Linked DNA regions of Danio rerio: region 1 is linked to region 2. A link is a contact called in public Hi-C data. All regions are on one chromosome and are shown on one strand. The core of a region is the stretch at or near the end of the contact, and the rest is flanking DNA. Distances in the headings are between cores, read along the strand shown. Region 1 holds the start of dusp22b (dual specificity phosphatase 22b). Region 2 holds the start of foxf2a (forkhead box F2a).

Region 1 (2,968 bases), core at 227-2,726, 180 kb after region 2:
AGAACCTGAAAGCACACAAGCAGGACTGCTCAGTCACAAACAAACAAACAAACAAACAAACGATTCAACAATCTTAAAGCAGAGCAGGTAATCTTCTTTATCAAATGTTTCCAAATGACGTTCAACAGATTCAGGAAATTTTCACAGTATTTCTTCTAATATTTGTTCTTCTGGAGAAAGTCTGATTTGTTTTATTTCGGCTAGAATAAAAGCAGTCCTTAATAGTTTTAAAGCCATTTTAAGGTCAATATTATTAGCCCCCTTCAGCAATATTAGTGTTAAAATTTAAAATAAATGTAAAATAAACAGGGGGCTAATAATTCAGAATATATAAACTATAAAGATCAACACCTAATAAAGTTCTGCTCAGAATGTAAACAGAAGATTTTAATTCCAAAATGGCGTTCAGCCACACGGTCGAGTTATGTTTTGGCGGTAAACTAGACGGGATACGCAGCTGGCCGGAAGTGTGATATGCTTATCAATATAGCAGCATTCATATGACACTCTATAACTATAATTAATATTTTTATAGTACTGTAGCGATTGGGTTTAGGGTTGGGGTAGACGTTAAAAATTACAATTTATTTAGAAGTTTAATTGATAACGTAAATAATACTCGGTACAACTACTGTTTTTAAAGTACTCAAGGTTGGTTTAAGGTTGGGTGGGGGTAGACGTTAATAAAAAACAACAAATGTGAAATTTTATAAATAATATAAATAATTCTCGCAACCGCATCCGATCTAGCAACAACCGACAACACAATGCTAGGCAGATGTTTTCAGTGGCTGTTAGCATGTTGCTATGGTGTTGCTAGGGTGTTGTGGACCGTTGCCAAAAGTGCTCTTTAGTGATTTATAGTACACTACAAACTGGTTGCTGGTGTTTTGAGTAGTTGTCAAAAGGTTTCTAGGGTGTTAATATCTATGACTGGTTAGCAGGCTGAGTAGCGTTTGTTTGCTAGCGTGTTGTATGTGGTTGCTAGCGCGTTGTTAAGATGTCGCGCTCTTCTACAGATTATCTTGAGTCAATAAACTAAATATGTGCGATTTTTCATCAGTTTCGTCGTAATCGAAAGTAAGCGCTTCGAGACACGTGATTTGATGACTCACTCTTGTTTATCCAGATAACTTTAATTCTTTAGGATCTGCTAAAATCCCCAAGACTAATCCTGATGCTGTTTTTTGTCTAACATCTCCAACAAACACCTGAAGGGTTGAGCGATCTGATTCTCATCTCATTTCCCTCATCGCAGATCATTCCCCCTTAAAGTTACAGCAGTGACGGGAATTCAGCCGTGTCCATCTGAGTTACCTTATTAATGCCGTTTCCCATGCCACGGTGTGTGCGGTGGCCGGTATTGCAGGATTCCGCTTGAAACGAGGCTCGTATCGACAGTTTCTAATCGATAATATTAATCGCTTACATCCAACTCTACTGTCGTCCACTGACACTCACTCACTCACTCAAGTGTGCGGAGTTTTCGACTAGCCTCTCTTAAAGGCGCAGTGCGCACTATTGTGATGGTTGTATTTTATAGTGATTTGGCTGCTGGTATGATTTCACTACTTATAATTTGCAAATAACACTTCTCTGAAATTATATTATTCAGGAGAAAGTTTGAAAGTGCGGATATAAAACCAACTTTACCTCAGTTAGTGCATGTGTGGAGGTTAGTAGGCTTCTGACCGCAGTGATCTGAGCTTTAGCAGAGCAGAGTGTGGTGTTTTGAATTTGGGTGTTTCCCAGTACTGGGTTGCCGCTGGAAGGGCATCTACTGTGCAAAACATATGTTGGAATAGTTGGTGGTTCATTCCGCGGTGGCGACCCCTGATGAATAAGTCGAAGGAAAATTAATGAATTGTAATTCTAATTGTTGTAAATGGCCATTGTGAAATCTAACTTTTGTTGTTAAATCTGTGATTTGTATTTATTGCCATAAATCCGATGTATATATATATATATATATATATATATATATATATATATATATATATATATATATATATATATATATATATATATATACACACACACACACACACTGTAAAATACGTTATTTATTTAACCCAATGGTTGAGTTGAACATATTTGCTGCTTTGTTGGGTTATTTTTAACCTTTATTTGGTCATTTATTTGTTAACTCAAACAGTTGGGTTAAAAATGTGAATTTCTGACACAAAACAGATGCATTATGTGTGCGTAATGTTTTTGAGTTATAAAGTTTAAGCTATAGCGCAATAATATTGTTAGTTATTTTATTTATTAAATTACCTTTCCGTGTCGTTTTTTTTCTGTTTCACCATCCAAGACCATCATTTAGAAGTGTTTAGATGTGGTTAAACTGTATTGTACACTGTGGACACTGAGTGAAGCTGCAGCAGCTGCTGGACGGCCTCTACAGCACACAGAGCTCCATATTCTGCTCCATCAACACAGGATTTGCTTGCAGAGTTTATAACTGTCGGCTTTGTTCTGTTTCTTCTTCGTTTGTGATTCTTAATTAGTTTTAACAAAAGTGTCTGGATCTAAAATGTAATGGAAATAAAGCATTTTCAATATTTTTTGAAAAAAATATGTTATTTATTTACCCAGCCATAATTATAAAATTAATAGTAGTACTAGCAGCAAATGAAAAAAATAACAACATTTAATCAAAATAACCCAATGCATTGGATTATATGATATAACCCAATGCATTGGGTTGAAATAACCCATAGTTGGGAAGGTGCTATAATAACCTATTGTTGGGTTATATGTTTATTTTAACCCAACTATTTTAACAGAGTATATATATATATATATATATATATATATATATATATATATATATATATATATATATATATATATATATATATATATATATACAGTTGAAGTCAAAATTATTGGCCCCTCTTTGATTTTCTTTTTCTTTTTTAAATATTTGCCAAATGATGTTTAACAGATTCAAGAAATTTTCACA
Region 2 (3,049 bases), core at 149-2,648:
TTAACTTTGCGATCATTAAACTGAATTATTAAGCTTGGTGGAAATGTGAACACTTATGGAGCGCGTGCGTGTAAAAGCGGCTTTACCTGAGATGTCAGCCGAGTCTCTGCCGTTGTGATGCAGATAGCTTTGCTCCAGAGAATACGGAGGCATACTGGAGTGTAATCCAGAGGAGGTCGGGCTGCTGGAGGACAGTGGCTGCTGTTTAATGTAAGGAGACACACCTGATGAGGCCCAATGAGCCGAAGCGGCTCCGTACGGCGAATGGCACTCCAGAGAGCCACTCATGGTCGGCGGGGAGTGCAGCGGGCTGTTGCTGCTGTCTGGCCCGTACTCTCCGTTAGAGGCCACTTGGCACGCGGTCATGTACGTAGAGCCTGTACTGGGAGACATGTGTGAGACGTGGTGACCAGCACCGAGGCCGTCGTATCCCGCGTGGACGCCCTGCACCGCGTTGCTCATCATGTCCAGATTGTAGCTGTTGGCGTGGCAGGCCAGTGATGCGGAGGGCGACTGGAAGTCGAAGTTTTGCGGCAGCATTGAAGCGCCGAAGCCGATTCCGTTCATCATCCGGTACATCGGTTTGAGAGCTTGGCATTTCCTTCGGAATCCGCGAGGCCTGCGTCGAAAAGAGCCCTCCTCGAACATGAACTCGCTCCCGGGATCTATGGTCCAGTAGTGACCTTTACCCGGCCTCCCGAGGCCCTTGGGCAGCTTGATGAAACACTCGTTGAGAGACAGATTGTGTCTGACTGAGTTCTTCCAGCCTTGGTAGGAACCCCTAAAGAAAGGGAAGCGAGCCTGGAGGAACTGGTAGATTTCACTCAGCGTCAACCTTTTTGTCGGAGAGCTCTGGATCGCCATGACTATCAGGGCGATGTAGGAATAAGGCGGCTTCTCTGGGCGTCTCATGCCTGAATTGGACTTCTTGCCTTTATTGCCGGTGGCAGTGGTGCTTTCCAGCACTGTCTGCGTGTTTTGGAGAGCCGAGTGCATGCTGTTGGATGCCGGGCTGGACCTGAGGGGAGGCGGCGGGTCCAGCTGCTGCTGCGCGCTTTCAGTGGTCATCGCAAATGCTGGATGAATAAAGGACTCGGTCAGTCTTCAGAAACGGAAGTCAGATGCGGTTCAGGATGAAAATCGAATATGTAAAGGGACTGGTGCTCCACAAATCTCCGCGAGGTCAGTGCGCCAGGATTGTGTTGTGCTCGCAGGACGCGCTCCTAGCTGAAGCCACCAGCTGTGTGTCGCCAGTATAGCGACCCCTCCTTAGTCTCTTGGTGGCCATCGCGAGGACTAATCCTTTAAGAGAAGGAAACTCAATGCTCCAGAGTCCTCTGGCGCAAAGACGTGCGGCCAAACAAAACGCGACCACCTATCAATTCGTAAATCTCTCTCTGCCCCCTAGATCCCCACTAAATTCCTCCAAAAAATCTCCTCAAACTGTGGGACCCACCCCTTTCCATGTCTGGCATGCCTCCAGCTATCGGTCTGGCAGGAGGCTGTGCAGAGTCCGAGTAGAGAGACTCCCCACCTCCCCTCTGACAACCTAAATACACGCAATAACGCCATTTATCAAGCCTAGTCCGACGTTTCAATCAACAGCGCCACACGCCAAACACCGGGGCTAAAGCTGTCAGGCCTCCAGTAATTAATGGCGTGTTTTGGTGAGAGCTCTGGCACTGGAAAATAGGAGGCTGAAATGTAAAAAAAAAAACATGCACTTTTCGCTAAAGACAACGCGCGAACTAAGAGTTCATTGCTTCGCCAAGGAGAGAAGAATGTGAACACGTAAGATTGTGACCTGGTTGAGCATCTTTTCAAGTACGCACGATGGGGGTGGGCGAAAAAAAAGAGTCCCTCTCCTAAGTGTATACAAGTTCTTGTAAAGGGCTGTTCTGGATAAATGATTTTGACATGAGTGGAAGCAGGCTTTTTCCATCAGCCGCCGCGCCAGTGCTTGGATACCACACACAGCGCAGTGTCAGTTTACCGTCCCGGACCCCTATCATCCCCCCCGAGAGGAGGACTAATTAATTGTGGAAAGTGAGCTTAATTGGCCGTATGAAAAAAATGTCTCCAGTACAGAAAAACATTCATGATTAGTCTAAAAAACAACATCAAATTGCAAAAGTGCGCTTGACTTAATTTAAAAATGTAATTCATAAAATAATTTTTTTTGTTGCCCAATTAATATAGATTAATTTATTAAACGGTTGGAGTCGAATAATAATGATAAAATCACTAAAATTCTGTTTTGAAAGATGGACAAAGCCAACGTTGGTTCAATAAAAAAAATTAAATAAAAATTTTAAACCAACTGTTGGGTTTTTCCGTATTTGACCTATAGCGTTGAGTTAATGCACCCTAACCTTTTCTGGTGATCAGGGGTGGATTCAACTAATAAGCGAGGTAAGCAGCCCTCATATCTAAGTATAAATTATAACCATAAAATATAACATCGTTTTCTACCATATTTTGTATGGTGGGAGTTAAACAAATACAGTTTTAACGTAATTAAATATTATTTAATATACAATCAAATATGATATTATTATAGTAATGTATTATGTAATAATAATATCACAAAATAAAATATTAATCGTGGAGCAATCCAGCAGTCAAACTATATATATATGTATAATATATATATAATTTTTAGATGAAAATCAATTTAAGAAAAATAATCATTCAAAATTGCATTTATTTAAAATGTCGAAAAGAAGATTTAGTGATATAAAAATCAGAAATATAAGTAAATATTAAATAAAAGCTGAAAGGGTGCATTTCAGGACTTTGGAACTATGGACTTGCTTAGGGCCCCAAAATCTCTAAATCCACCCCTGAGGGTGATGATAATAATAATAATTATGATAATGATAATAATAATAATAATAATAATAATAATAATAATAATAATAATAATAATTTGAGTTTTTAATGGTAAAAACTCTAAAATGCTAGCTTGTTTATACTGAAGTTTACGGACAAACCCAACCGTTTAGATAACAATAAACATTTATCCATGCAAAGTTTAGCCTTTTCTATA

What was found. A called contact is a pair of places that touch in the nucleus more often than the background predicts.
Region 1: a contact with region 2 is called in a Hi-C map of hematopoietic stem cells, with 3 times the contacts expected there. The contact joins the promoter of dusp22b here to the promoter of foxf2a in region 2. A contact is called at or near these places in 3 of 18 Hi-C or Micro-C datasets (caudal fin, hematopoietic stem cells and an unstated tissue) and 1 of 4 datasets of contacts at active chromatin or transcription factors (embryo).

What each region holds. Positions count from the first base shown.
Region 1 is chr2:1,051,634-1,054,601 of GRCz12tu, forward strand. It overlaps dusp22b (dual specificity phosphatase 22b), which reads right to left and starts at 1,477. Exons shown (of 7, transcript NM_001017742.2): 1 at 1,318-1,477; 2 at 1-5. The coding sequence starts at 1,338.
Region 2 is chr2:867,740-870,788 of GRCz12tu, forward strand. It overlaps foxf2a (forkhead box F2a), which reads right to left and starts at 1,399. Exons shown (of 2, transcript NM_001083815.1): 1 at 87-1,399. The coding sequence starts at 1,068. It also overlaps a transcript of znf1014 not described here.